2 separate regions of the Muntiacus reevesi genome follow, and region 1 is linked to region 2. A link is a contact called in public Hi-C data. All regions are on one chromosome and are shown on one strand. Each heading gives the region's core, a stretch centred on a gene start, on an enhancer-like site or on the middle of the called end of the contact. The rest is flanking DNA. Distances are from core to core; before and after follow the strand shown. Region 1 holds the start of SERP1 (stress associated endoplasmic reticulum protein 1). Region 2 holds the start of SIAH2 (siah E3 ubiquitin protein ligase 2).

Evidence for each region. A called contact is a pair of places that touch in the nucleus more often than the background predicts.
Region 1: a Hi-C map of muscle shows a contact between it and region 2, with 4 times the contacts expected there. The contact joins the promoter of SERP1 here to the promoter of SIAH2 in region 2. A contact is called at or near these places in 2 of 3 Hi-C or Micro-C datasets (blood and muscle).

The regions. Positions count from the first base shown.
Region 1 is chr8:92,535,425-92,541,370 of mMunRee1.1, forward strand. SERP1 (stress associated endoplasmic reticulum protein 1) reads left to right here and starts at 2,013. Exons shown (of 3, transcript XM_065943697.1): 1 at 2,013-2,503; 2 at 2,780-2,855; 3 at 4,048-5,946. The coding sequence starts at 2,420. The coding sequence ends at 4,088. It overlaps EIF2A (eukaryotic translation initiation factor 2A), which reads right to left and starts at 1,755. Exons shown (of 14, transcript XM_065943694.1): 1 at 1,688-1,755. The coding sequence starts at 1,715.
Region 2 is chr8:92,316,230-92,322,568 of mMunRee1.1, forward strand. SIAH2 (siah E3 ubiquitin protein ligase 2) reads left to right here and starts at 4,553. Exons shown (of 2, transcript XM_065942507.1): 1 at 4,553-5,376. The coding sequence starts at 4,954.

The sequences.
Region 1 (5,946 bases), core at 763-3,262, 220 kb after region 2:
TTGATTTCAACCTAAGTCCCTGATTTTAAGCATTGTAAGAAAACTGCCATTCTTGGTTAGTCTGACTACAAATAAAGGGGTTATCTTTCATTAATTTATTCTTCCACTAAATATTTAGTATCTCTTGTATACCAGGCATTATACTTGGTATTGAGAAGACAGGGATGAACAAGACTCTATCCCTGCCATTAAGAAGTTCACAGTCTACCAGGGGAGAAAAGCATCTAAACAAGTAGATAATTATCCTATGTGATAAGTGAGAAGAAAAAAAAACTATATACGAGGTACAAAAACAGCCTGAGGAAAGACTGACTATCTGGGAAGACTAAGGAAAGCCTTCATAAAGTAATGATGTCTAAAATAAAATTAAAAAGATAAAAAGAAGTCAGCCAAATCAAGAGAAAGAGGATATTGTTAGACTAAGGAAATACGTAGCTCAAGGGTTTTAAAGAAGCTCAATATTGATGAAGAACAAAATAGGATGAGGTTGAAAGGCGTAAAATGAATGACAAGAGCAGTTCAAAAGATTATAAAGGGATTTTAAAGGGCAAAAGATAAAATGATTACATTAAAAATGTATTAATTTTTAAAAATTTAAATCAATTTTTTAAAGTTCAGTATTCCTAAATTGTACGTAACATACACGCTACCTTTGTGAAGTTAGAAAAATAAATTCATTTAGTTAGGTAATTACGCTTTTAGGCAGTACCTGCCTGGCCAGGTATCTAACAAATCAGTCATTATTTGACAAATGTTTGATGAAAGAACTGTGGTAGCCACACTGAATATGAATGAGCCTGGTGCGCTTAACACTGACAACAAAGATCTCCAAATGCAGAATGGCAAAAGGTGCAAAAGTTTTTTAAGGTTCCTTTCAAGTCTCAGGGGGAAGTAGCCCCTTTCCTCGATGGTTTCTTTTTCCCTCTACATGTTATTAAGTTATTGGTAACTTAAGCCTTCTTTTCTCTACCAACTCCCCTCCCCTTACCTGAAGCTCGTATATGAGACTCCAGCCACTACTCTAGTCCAGAGTCATCGCCGATATTATCTGAGTAAGTTTATTATCTTCTCCAACATTATAAACTCTGCCTCGGCTTCAAAACCTCTGGAATCCCATCATGTTCTAACGTTGCTACTTTATAACGCTCATTGTTACTACCCTAGACCACACTCTCGTCTACGTAAAACTTACAGTAGCACAGCTCCACTCAGTCCCACAAACTGCATTAAAGCAAAGAGAACAGGATTTGTCGTCAGTTAAATTTCGGTGTATTTAATGTGCGTGGTTACTCTAGTATCAATAGACTTTCCTTTTACAGAGCTAAATGACCTCACGCTGTCAACATGGCCCGTGACCTGGTAAGCGTTAGAGTACCACCGGTACTGCAGACCCCGGGTAACAAATGCCACTAGCACTCTGTTCTTGCGCCCCTTTCGCTATTCCCGTAGAACTTGAAGTGTTAGGAAAGAATGATGGATGGGCAAAAGCCGGGGGCTGGATGCTGGAGCTCCGACGCTAGGGCCTAACTTCCGATTGCCACGCTACATCAAGAAATCCAAAAGGCCCTCCGGCTCTACTGCAATCCACAAAAAAGCGGATCTGACTCCAAGGCTTCTCGTGTGGTGCCCAAGGTCAAAGAAAAAACTCTGCTCTAAAGAAACAGTCGCTCGCTCGTTCAGAACTCACCTGTCAGAAGTGGCGTGGACGGCGCCATCTTGTCCCGGAAAGAGAAACTCAGACACTTGGGTCAGAGTTCACGAGGGCCGAACCCGGCCCCAACACGTCTCCTCCGGCGTGGAGACGGCGAACTTGTGTTTCCTGGGTCATGAGCCTCGGGGCCAATTCACTTCCGGTCGGAGCGAGACACTGAGAAGACCTCGAACGCGCGCACGCGCAACTTTGGGGCCGCGCTTCACGGAGCGTGGAGGGGCGGGGCTAGGGTCGGAGCGCCGGACTTCACCCTCCCTCTCAGTCTTCCTCAGCAGGCGGAGCCTGCACTTCCGCGGGGCGGGGCCAGTCCAGTGCTGACGTTGGCAGCCGATCCCGAAGCAGCTTGAGGCGGCGGGCTGCACTGTCTCCTTGTTGCGTTGTGGTCGTTTCCTTCCTCTTACACACCACGCTCCCGGCGGAGGCCAGGGCGGCAGCGCGAGACTATCCTGGCGGCCTGCTCTCCACCTCCCGCGCGCCCGCCTCGCTCGGCCGGAGAGTCCGGCGTCGTCAGTCGGCCCGCGCCCCGCTAGGGTTCAGACCCCGGAGCCCGCCTCGCCCAGGCCCAGCGGTCGGAGCTAGCGCCCCGCCTGAGAGCCTCCTCGCTCTGGCGGCGCGGCCACCGGGAGCGGAGCGTCGGTCGCAGCGGCCCGAGAAGCAGCGAGCGAGCGAGACCGAGGGGTGGCCGGGGCAGGTGGTGGCGCCGCGAAGATGGTCGCCAAGCAGCGGATCCGTATGGCCAACGAGAAGCACAGCAAGAACATCACGCAGCGCGGCAACGTCGCCAAGACCTCGGTAAGGAAGAGCCGGCTCCTCTCCGCCCCGCAGCCGGCTCTGAGGCCCGGGCTCCAGGGCCGCGTCGAGCTCTCTTCCCAGACTCGGGCCCGAGGCCGCGAGCTGGACCTCAGCTGGGAGCTTAACAGATGGGTGCGGGAGCTGGTCGACTCGGGAACGCGGGAGAGACCTGTGACGTGCGGGGACCCGGCCGCCTGGCCCGGGGTGCGGGCGGTGAGAGCCCGGGCTGAGGGCGCGTTTTTTTACATTGCAAACCGCGGATTTTCCATTTTGCAGAGAAATGCTCCTGAAGAGAAGGCGTCTGTAGGACCCTGGTTATTGGCTCTCTTCATTTTTGTTGTTTGTGGTTCTGGTAAGTGTTTTGGGGTCGACCGTCGGGTTGGGTGTTGGATGACGGGTTTGGGGATGACGTGGTGACCCGTGAGTGGTGAGTCCTACCCGCGCACTTCTCAACCCACCTGCCGGGAGATCCTATAATTTTCTTTCGTCCGAACCAAATTACTTGTCCCACATATGTACAGAGGGTGGTGCTCTAGAAACTTCTCCCCGTTTGATTTGCGCTCACAGGAGAACAGAAAAGGAGGTCAGGTCCTCAGTAATTATCGAGTTGAAAAACATTAGACCAAAACAAACAGAAAAAGCACCTCCCAGAATGAGAATTTAGAATGTTTAGCAACCTTTGCGAAAGAGAAGCTTATGAATTTCACGTTCATGGAATTATACAAACTTAATCTAACGTGTTCCAAAATCTAATGTCTTTAAGTCAAAAGTGGTTATGTTTTGTAAAGTAAAGCTAGTGCAAGGAATTAATCCATTGTAGAGGAATTTGTACCTGATTGGCAATTTAATGTGTGAGACAGATGTTTTTAGTTTAATGAAAGAAATGTTTGACATATGGTAGGAAGAATTAGTTATCAAGGCAGACTGCGGTTCGAGTGGTAGGTAGACTCTTTTCTCTGTGAATGAATTACAGAATGTCTTTCCTCTCTTCATTTATTATTTTAATAAGCAAGCTGTTAATATGGAAATAACATGCTTCTGCTTTCCTTGTCCTGACGTTTTAAAGTCACCGGAGGTTTCTTTTAACCATTTCCCTTTGTCTGTGTCCTGAATGTTGGAGAAGCTTTCCTGATAAATGGCCAAGAGCCAAGCAGTTTATGTAACCTAAAGATAATTGAATTTCAATTTCCTGAGAATGAGGAAATACGCATATATTATAGGCCAAGTACACCTGATACTTAGGGTTAAACCAAAATACTTGTATGCTAGAAAACCCTATTCACTTTGGTACTTTAATTTCTTTCTTAAAAATCACTTCTTATTTGATAACTCTTAGACATTTAGCCATAAAATTCAGGAAAGCTAAGGCATAGAAAAGTAATTGTATTATCACAGTAGGTCTGTCTTCATACTACTTGAAGTTACATAGTATTTGCAAGTAATTGTCAGGGTGTTCTTGGATTCTTGAACTACTTTAATACTTGTCGGTTGCCAGGCCTGTTTTATTCAAAGCATGTTTTAATTTTTGCTCTTTCTTTTCACAGCAATTTTCCAGATTATTCAGAGTATCAGGATGGGCATGTGAAGTGGCTGACCCTAAGCCGTTTCCCTTCTCCTGTGAATTTTAACTTGGACTCATTCCTGATGTTTGGCATCCTGGTTAAAAGAATTCAGTAAAGCATCCTGCCTCAGAATGACTGTTCATATCATCCTTCATGTGTCATTCCAAGGTTTCTTCACAAGTCATTCCAAGTTTTCTAGTCCATACCACAGTGCCTTGCAAAAGCACCACATGAATAAAGCAATAAAATTTGATTGTTAAGCTACAGTAGTGGACCCTACTTATTCAGTCAGTAAAGAGTAAGTTTTTGGCTTTTTTTTTTTTTAATGTGGTTATTAGAACAAGATAAAGAATAGAAAATCAGATTAAATCTATGTAGACAGGGTCTAGATTTTGTTACCCCAAATGTGTAAATGCAGTTAGCTTAATTTAAAGTTTGGAATCCTACAGTTTTTATATAGCTAGGCGCTTTATTACTGTTTCTTGAATTGAAAGCACACTCCCACAAAGGGTCGTGTAACTGTCCTGTAATAAGGTACTTATAAATGGAACAACTACACGGCTAGCCTAGTTTTCCCACAATCTTTTAGCACCTAAAATTTTTTAAAAAGCTTCTGAATGCCCGATATAAAGGGAGATGCTTACATCCACAATGTCTATTTTAACGTGATTATTTCTATTACACTACCTTGGATTGTTCATGAGTGAGTATACTAACCAAGGATGCCATAAGAAAACAACTTGGTTGAGCATTTTATAACTTAGTCACTTCAGTTTCACTAAAAGTAGCCATGGTGGAGTTAAGTCAGGGAAGGATTTTTAATACCACCATTGATTTCACCAGAATTACTTTAATATATCAAAGGGGTCTGTTATAGTGAACAACATTTTAGGGGGAAAATACTACTAAGAATGGATGCCTCACCAGGACACACTTTTGAGTCCAGTATGCCGTAAGACATCTTAGCATGTTGATAGCACTTTTAATATCAAAAAGGCACATCAACTGAAAAGTTACACTTAGTTTGGAAATGCTTTTCTTAATACACGGTTAAAATTCTGTTAAGATACTAGATATATCAGACTAAAGTGTCAGGGGAATTAAATGGATTTACTGATAAGAATGAGTCCCTAGTCTTCCCTTTGTTGTATGATTTTACAGGTTATGATTGATCACACTTTCTTTTTACTAATGGTAAGGGTGAGTGATAAGGCAGGTTTGAGGTTTACTGGTACTGTTGAAAATTTCAAGTATTGGCTATTTAAATACTTAGCCATAAGGTTGATGAAAAAAGCCTGAGAGGTGTCTGCCTATTAATGAATTGGAGAGAAAGCTGCTTGTTTGCTTTGTTGATTGCCTCAGGATCTCTCTTTAAAATAAGCTGTTTTAAGAGGAGCAGAAGGGAAATCTACTACCTAGTCTATACAGTATGAACCTCAAAGCTTCTGATAGCCCTAAGTATGGGGGAGAGTGAGTGAGAGGAGTGGTTAAGATAGTTCTTGACTACTCTGGAATAGGAAAGGAATCTGTCAACCTTGGTCCAGCACGTTTTTATCTGCATTGTTAACCTGCCTTTCTCACCCAGGAAATCAATCCCTGTGTTTGTTTCCCTTTTGGTTAACTAATTCTATTTTATTGTACCTTTAAAAATGAAATTTATTGTTCTAAATTCATAGCAGGTGCCTTAGTCTTTGCTTTTGAGTCAAACTATTCCAAATCTCCATATCAGAATTTCCCTTGGTTTACTGTAGGTAGTTGGCTTTAAAACATTGAATTTTTTTTTTTAACAATGTCTATTAATTTGATTGTTAAATTGCCATAGTGAGCAGTTGTTTTACATACGTAAAGTTGCATTCCCTTTGTATTTCATATGTAATTACC
Region 2 (6,339 bases), core at 3,303-5,802:
TTTCATAGTCATAGGGCTATTCAGGACATGGCCGCTGGCTTCACACACATAGAGGGCTCGGAGGGAGGAAGACAGAGGGAGCAAAACAGAAGTTGTGGCCTTTTGTAACCTAAACTCAGAAGAGGCACCCTATCACTTTGGCCATATCTATTCATTTAAAGGCGGGCGGGGATACACTAGGAGTCTGGGATTAACAGATACAAACTACTATATATAAAGCAGATAACCAACAAGGTCCCACTGTCTAGCACAAGGAACTGTATTCAGTATCTTGTAATAATCTACAACAGAAAAGAACTTGGAAGGAATGTATCACTTTGTCGTACACCTGAAACTAACCCAACATTGTAAATCAACTATACGTCAATTAAAAATAAATAAATAAATAAGGGGAGTTAGCACGTGTGGCTCTCATGATAACACTGAGGGCGGACACCAGGAGGAGGGATCACCAAGCCATCTTCAAGGCTACTCGTGACGAGTAACTTGGCATCTCTGTACTTTAGTTTTGTCACCTGTAAACAGCTACCTTATAGGAGACATGATGAGAATTAAGAGAATTAAGATACATCAAGTGCTGAGAATATTACCTGGCATACAGTGAACACTACGGAAACATGAGCTAAGTATGGACACAAGAAATAATGCGAATGCACACACCTGCTCCAAACGGGGCGCAGCGCAGTCTGCGCTGGTGGGTGGTCAGTCACTGCAGTTGTATCTGACTCTCTCGACCCACCAGGCTCCTCCGTTCAAGGGATTCTCCAGGCAAGAAGACTGGAGTGGGTTGCCCTTTCTTTCTCCAGGGGATCTTGCCCACCCAGGGATCAAACCTGCATCTCTTCTGTCTCTTGCATCACCACTGCGCCACCAGGAAAGCCCAAGTCTGCGGCAGCTGTTCAAGAAATACTTGCCTTAAACGACCCCTAGTTACTCAAAAGAAGTTTGAGCACGTGGAAACTACCCCAGAAACAAAAGTACTTTCTAAAGGTAAAAGTACCTACCATAATTACCAGGGTGAAGGAGTCACACAGTCACCTCCAAATTTCCCACTAGCGCTACTCTTATCAGAAATTTCCACGCAGCAGGCTCCAGTGCACTCCTGAGTCATCTCTATGTCTAAACAGAAAAGGCCGACCACACTTCGCTCTGCAAAGGCACACCACTTGCCTGATTGCAGAAGCTGCCTAATTAGCAAAACCACACAATTTGTAAGTTACAGAAAGAAGAGTGAGAGCGAGTCTTTATCACCATGCTCAGCAGTTTAAGTGAGATTAGGGGTCACCTGTGAGCTTTTACAAACAAGACCCACCCTGATGTTTTAGGGAAAGATGGGTTATTCCGTTCACCCCTAATCTATAAAGGGTAATACGGGGGGGGGGGGGGGTTAAGGAGTGTGTCCTGCTTCACCATGCCCCTCTTGTGTAATCCAGGCCTCGGTGGGTGGGGGAAGGCAGCCAGCCTGCCATCCAGCAGGTGTGGTAAATGGGTCAGGAATCAGGTGATAACAAAAGGCTGGACTCCCCACTGCCCTCCCCAGGCCACAAAGCCCGCAGCCACAGCTGCAACTCCCAGGGGCAAGTAAACACAACTCCACTCGGCACACAGGGCCTCCTGGGAGGCCGCCCCAGCTCACAGCGCCCAATGTGCAAAGGCCACCTCTATCTGATTCAAAAGCCCCACGGAAGCAGGAAGCAGGACCAGAAAGGCCAGCCGGGCAGCCTGGAGAGGGCACTGATGCAGGTTAGCCAGCAGGCCTGTCCACGCTCACCCTGCTCACGCCCAGCAACTGCCTCAGCAGTTTTTTTTTTTAATCACCCTGCTCAATTTACTCGGAAGTGCAATGATATGAGGGAGGAAGCAAGAAGAAATGTCTCCGTATTATGGGAGGAAGCATCTGCCAGGGTTAAGAGTGGATAGATTAGTTGGGTTTTGTTTTGTTTTTTTTTTTTTTTTTTTGAAGAATAAACCAGATCCTCTCTGCAGAGAATTGCTTTTCCCATCTGAAACCAAGCTGCGTGTACAACAACCAGGGCCTAGCTGGCTGGAATACTGAAAATTCATATCAACGTGGCAAGTGTGGGGACCTCGCTTCTCAAGTGAGAGCTAGTGAGACCTGAGAACGGGAGCCACCTGCACTGAGAGAAGGAGAGAATGAAAGCACGTGTAATAAATTCCATTTGCTTGGCTTTTACATTAAAAGTGGAAAATATTCTATTTTCTCCAATAAATGTGAAACTGGGTGTTTTTTTTCTCTATTGTCGCTATTGTGTTCTTCAGGCCATGAAAAGGTAAAAATGGAACAAAAAATATGATTAAATTTTTTCCTCTTATGACCAGCTAAGGAAAGAAGTTAGGTGAAGCGTACCCACAAAATTCAGTGCTCTGTGAGAGGCTGCCGAACTGTCTTCTGTGTTGAGTGTGCTAACCTTAACTCTTTAACCAGACTATAAGCAGTTTTGGGGGTATTACTGAAAGGTATAAAGATCAGCAAGAAGGGCCCTGGGACTTCCCTGGCAGTCCAGGGGTTAAGACTCCACCTTCCCGGCCAGTGGGTGTGGGTTCAATCCTTGGTAGAAGCCATGCCTCCCACCTGCATCAACAAAACCAAAACACAGAACAGAAGCAACACTGTAACAAATTCAATAAAGACTTAAAAAATAGTCCAAGGTCAAAATAACAAAAAGAAAACTTGGGGAAAAGCTAAGCTGAAGCCTCTCCAACATGATTAGCTATGTGATCTTGAGCAAATTAAGTCTTTCTGCGTCTCAGTGTCCTCAACTATAAAATGGAAATGATAACATTAATATCCTCCCTGTAGGATTAGTGCAGAGGCCTGAGAACCATCTGTTCCTGGCACACAGTGGACATTTAATAAACATCAGTTATTATTTTTTTGTATTCCCAGAGTACTCTTCCAAAAACTCAGGCTCAGCCACATTACTGTGCCTTCCAAAAACCTAGAGGCTACCCCTTGTCACTGATGCAAAGGTCTCATCAGGCCAACTGAGGCTCCCATGTACCACCCCTAGGCCCGCAAGTCCCAAACATTCTCTCAATGTGCTTTAGCTGCTGCTACAGTATCTTCACCACCACCCCTCACAGGAACACCGATTCATCTGAAACTCTTTCATGAGTGTCTGGCTATTAGCATATTGTTCCCTTACCATTAGTAGACCAAGCTAGAACCATTTTCAGAGTCCAACAGTGACTGCTGATACATAATAAATGCTCAGGAAACGTTTACTTAAGATTGAACAACGTATCTGTTAATTTTTTTTCAAGATTTAGATCAAATGCCACAAATTCCTTGCATGTACTCTTTCTATATACCGTGTATAAGACTAAACTTTCTTCTGGCTTCTAACAGTCTATTTTTTGGACAAATTTTATTCACTGATACTCATTAATATTATTAAACATTCTCTAATACTACTTTTTAAGATTAACTGCTAACCTTTAAGCCGCTCTTATGATGGGCCAGGTTCTTGGCATATACAAACTCATTTAATCCTCACTATCCCACCCATAAGATAGGTACTGTTTTTATTCCACTTTCTCAAATGAGGAAACTGAGGCACAGAGAAATAAAGAACCTGTCCAAAGTCACACCGATGGTAAGCAGAGGCCCGTTTTTCACCTAGTCTTTACCACTGCCTCTGCTGTCACCTGTGTACCAGCTACATAGCGCATTGCCTCAATTCCAGGGTCAGTGGGTCAAAGTTGCAGAAAAGCAATTCAACTCCGTACGCGTTAACTTGTGGTTCTCCCTCCAGGGCTGCGGCTGAGCGTGTGGGGCCAGGGCCCACATCCTGCCGTCGAAGTCTTGGACTTCCGCGGGATCTAAGGATGCGATGTACTGGAGCGTCATCCACTGTCTTCCGGGGCTTCCAGGACCCAAGCCACATTTCTGGCATTCTTTGACTCTGGCGATCTCGAGCTCCTTTTAGTTAACTCTGTCCGCGAACTCCCTCCCTGCCCTCTAGCAAGCCAGAGGCGCTCAACTCAATTCAGCGAAGGCTTTGGCAGGTCCGACGGTCAAAGACGAGTTTACCTCCTCTCCCCCCGGGAGGAGCAGGACCAAACCCTTAACATCCCAGCACTAGGGCCTGCGCCCGCTGCAGACCCATCCCCAGCCCCTTGCTCCGCTCCCGCCCAAAGCTCTGGGTCCTGACCCCGCGCTCCAGCCTAAGAGCCGCCCTGGCCGCGGTCACGCCTCCCCCTCGCGCTGCTGACTCAAGCCGGCGAAGAGAACCCTCTCGGCCTTTTGCGACCGGTCCCTGGGCACCCGCGTCCCGCCCCGCCCCGCCTGAAGTTGTCCTCCGGCTTGCGCCCGCGGAACGCGTCGGCGTGACTCCCCGGGGTGTGGCCACGGAACTCCGGCGACGCCTCGCCGAAGGGCGGCCCCCTCCGCGGCCCGGAAAAGGAGACCCCGCGCGGCGGCAGCGGCGAGCCGGGCATGCTCACTGGCGCGGGCCGGGCCCGCAGCCCGGGCAGGAAGCGCCGGCGCTAGGCGGTCCCCAGCGCTGCCAGCTGGAGTCGGGCGGAGCCGGAGCTCCAGCTCCGGGTGGTTCTGCCAGTCCCCGCGCGCCTGGGCGGCCGCACACGTGTCCAGGCGTCACGTCCGCGCGCGCCCCCGGGGCTTGCGTCAGCGGCCGCTCCGGGAGCGGGTGGGCCGGGGTTCTGCGCACCGCTCGGCTTCGGGGCCGCGACGCCGCCGGGAGGAGGAGTTTGGGGACGCGGAGGGGTGTTCGGAGCGCCGGGGACCGAGGAGATCGTCAGCGCGGTCCGGCCCCCCATCCTGCCCGGCGCCGATCGTCTCCGCTGCTCGGTCCCGGGCCGGGCGCGGTGGCGTTGCCCCGGAGCCCGCCGCCCGCGGGGCGCGCACCGCCTTGACCCCGGCGGCCCCGCGGCAGGCAGGCGCCCGCAGTTCCATGGTTGGTTCGGAGCGCGATGAGCCGCCCGTCCTCCACCGGCCCCAGCGCTAACAAACCCTGCAGCAAGCAGCCGCCGCCGCAGCCACAGCACGCTCCGTCCCCGGCTGCGCCCCCGGCCGCCGCCACCATCTCGGCTGCGGGCCCCGGCTCGTCCGCGGTGCCCGCCGCGGCGGCGGTGATCTCGGGCCCCGGCGGCGGCGGCGGCGGCGGGGCTGGCCCGGTGTCTCCGCAGCACCACGAGCTGACCTCGCTCTTCGAGTGCCCGGTGTGCTTTGACTATGTCCTGCCCCCCATCCTGCAGTGCCAGGCCGGGCACCTGGTGTGTAACCAATGCCGCCAGAAGTTGAGCTGCTGCCCGACGTGCCGCGGCGCCCTGACGCCCAGCATCAGGAACCTGGCTATGGAGAAGGTGGCCTCGGCGGTTCTGTTTCCCTGCAAGGTAAGCCCAGCTGCCAGCCACGCACCTCCGCCCAGCGACCTCCCGGGACTCCTGTGTCCCCCAGCTCATTCGCGGGCGCTGAGAGGCAGTGGGCTTCTGTCTTATTAACGGGGGAGAAAAAGTTTGCGCCCTCCCCCATGCCACCTGTCCACTTTGGGAGCAGCCCTGGGCCGACTGCTGCCCGATCACTGACCCCAGCCTGATTGGCACGCGATCACGCTGTCCCCACCCGGAGCCTGCGTACGCTGCAGACGTGTACTCAGCCTGGGTAGAGCTGGGCCGCCGAAGGAAAACTTGGACCCAGAAGCTGACTATCTGGGGGGGAGAGAGGAGGGGCGAAAGGAGCGAATTAAACGGACCCTTCGCCAGCACTGGGCTTGGAAGGACTGGTACTGGATTCCTCCTGCCCCCCGTGTCTGCCTTCTGCGCACCCCTGACACGTGGGAGCCCTCGGGAGTGTAGCTTAAAGAAAAAAAAAAAGGGCGCCTACAGCCTGTTTTCCTCCAACAACAAGAAAACCTTGTAAGCCACGCCTTTCCCTCTCCTAGCCTTCCAAGGACCGAGGAGTTGTGTTATTTTACAAAGTGGGGTGAAAACGAGAGCTGATGGGGAATTTAACTGGAAGGGCACGCAGGAGCTGTTGTTACAGTTCTTTAAAGCCCACCACTTTATTTTTTGTTTAGTTAAAAAATTACCAGTGCTCTTGCGAAAAAAAAAAGGTGGGTGGGGGGGGCCACATCACTGAGACAAGTGAAAGACCCAGACGTCTCGCCTCCTTTCCCACCGATGTTAGGTTTAGTATGCATCTGCATGGGGTTTTTTCTAACCATGTATAAATACACTCTCCGCAGCTGAATACAGAATGGTAGATGTTAATGTCAGGAAGGTTTATATATGCACACATAAGTTTTTCTCCAAAAATGGCTTCTGCAGCTTGCTGACTTAAGTCCATCACATATTTTT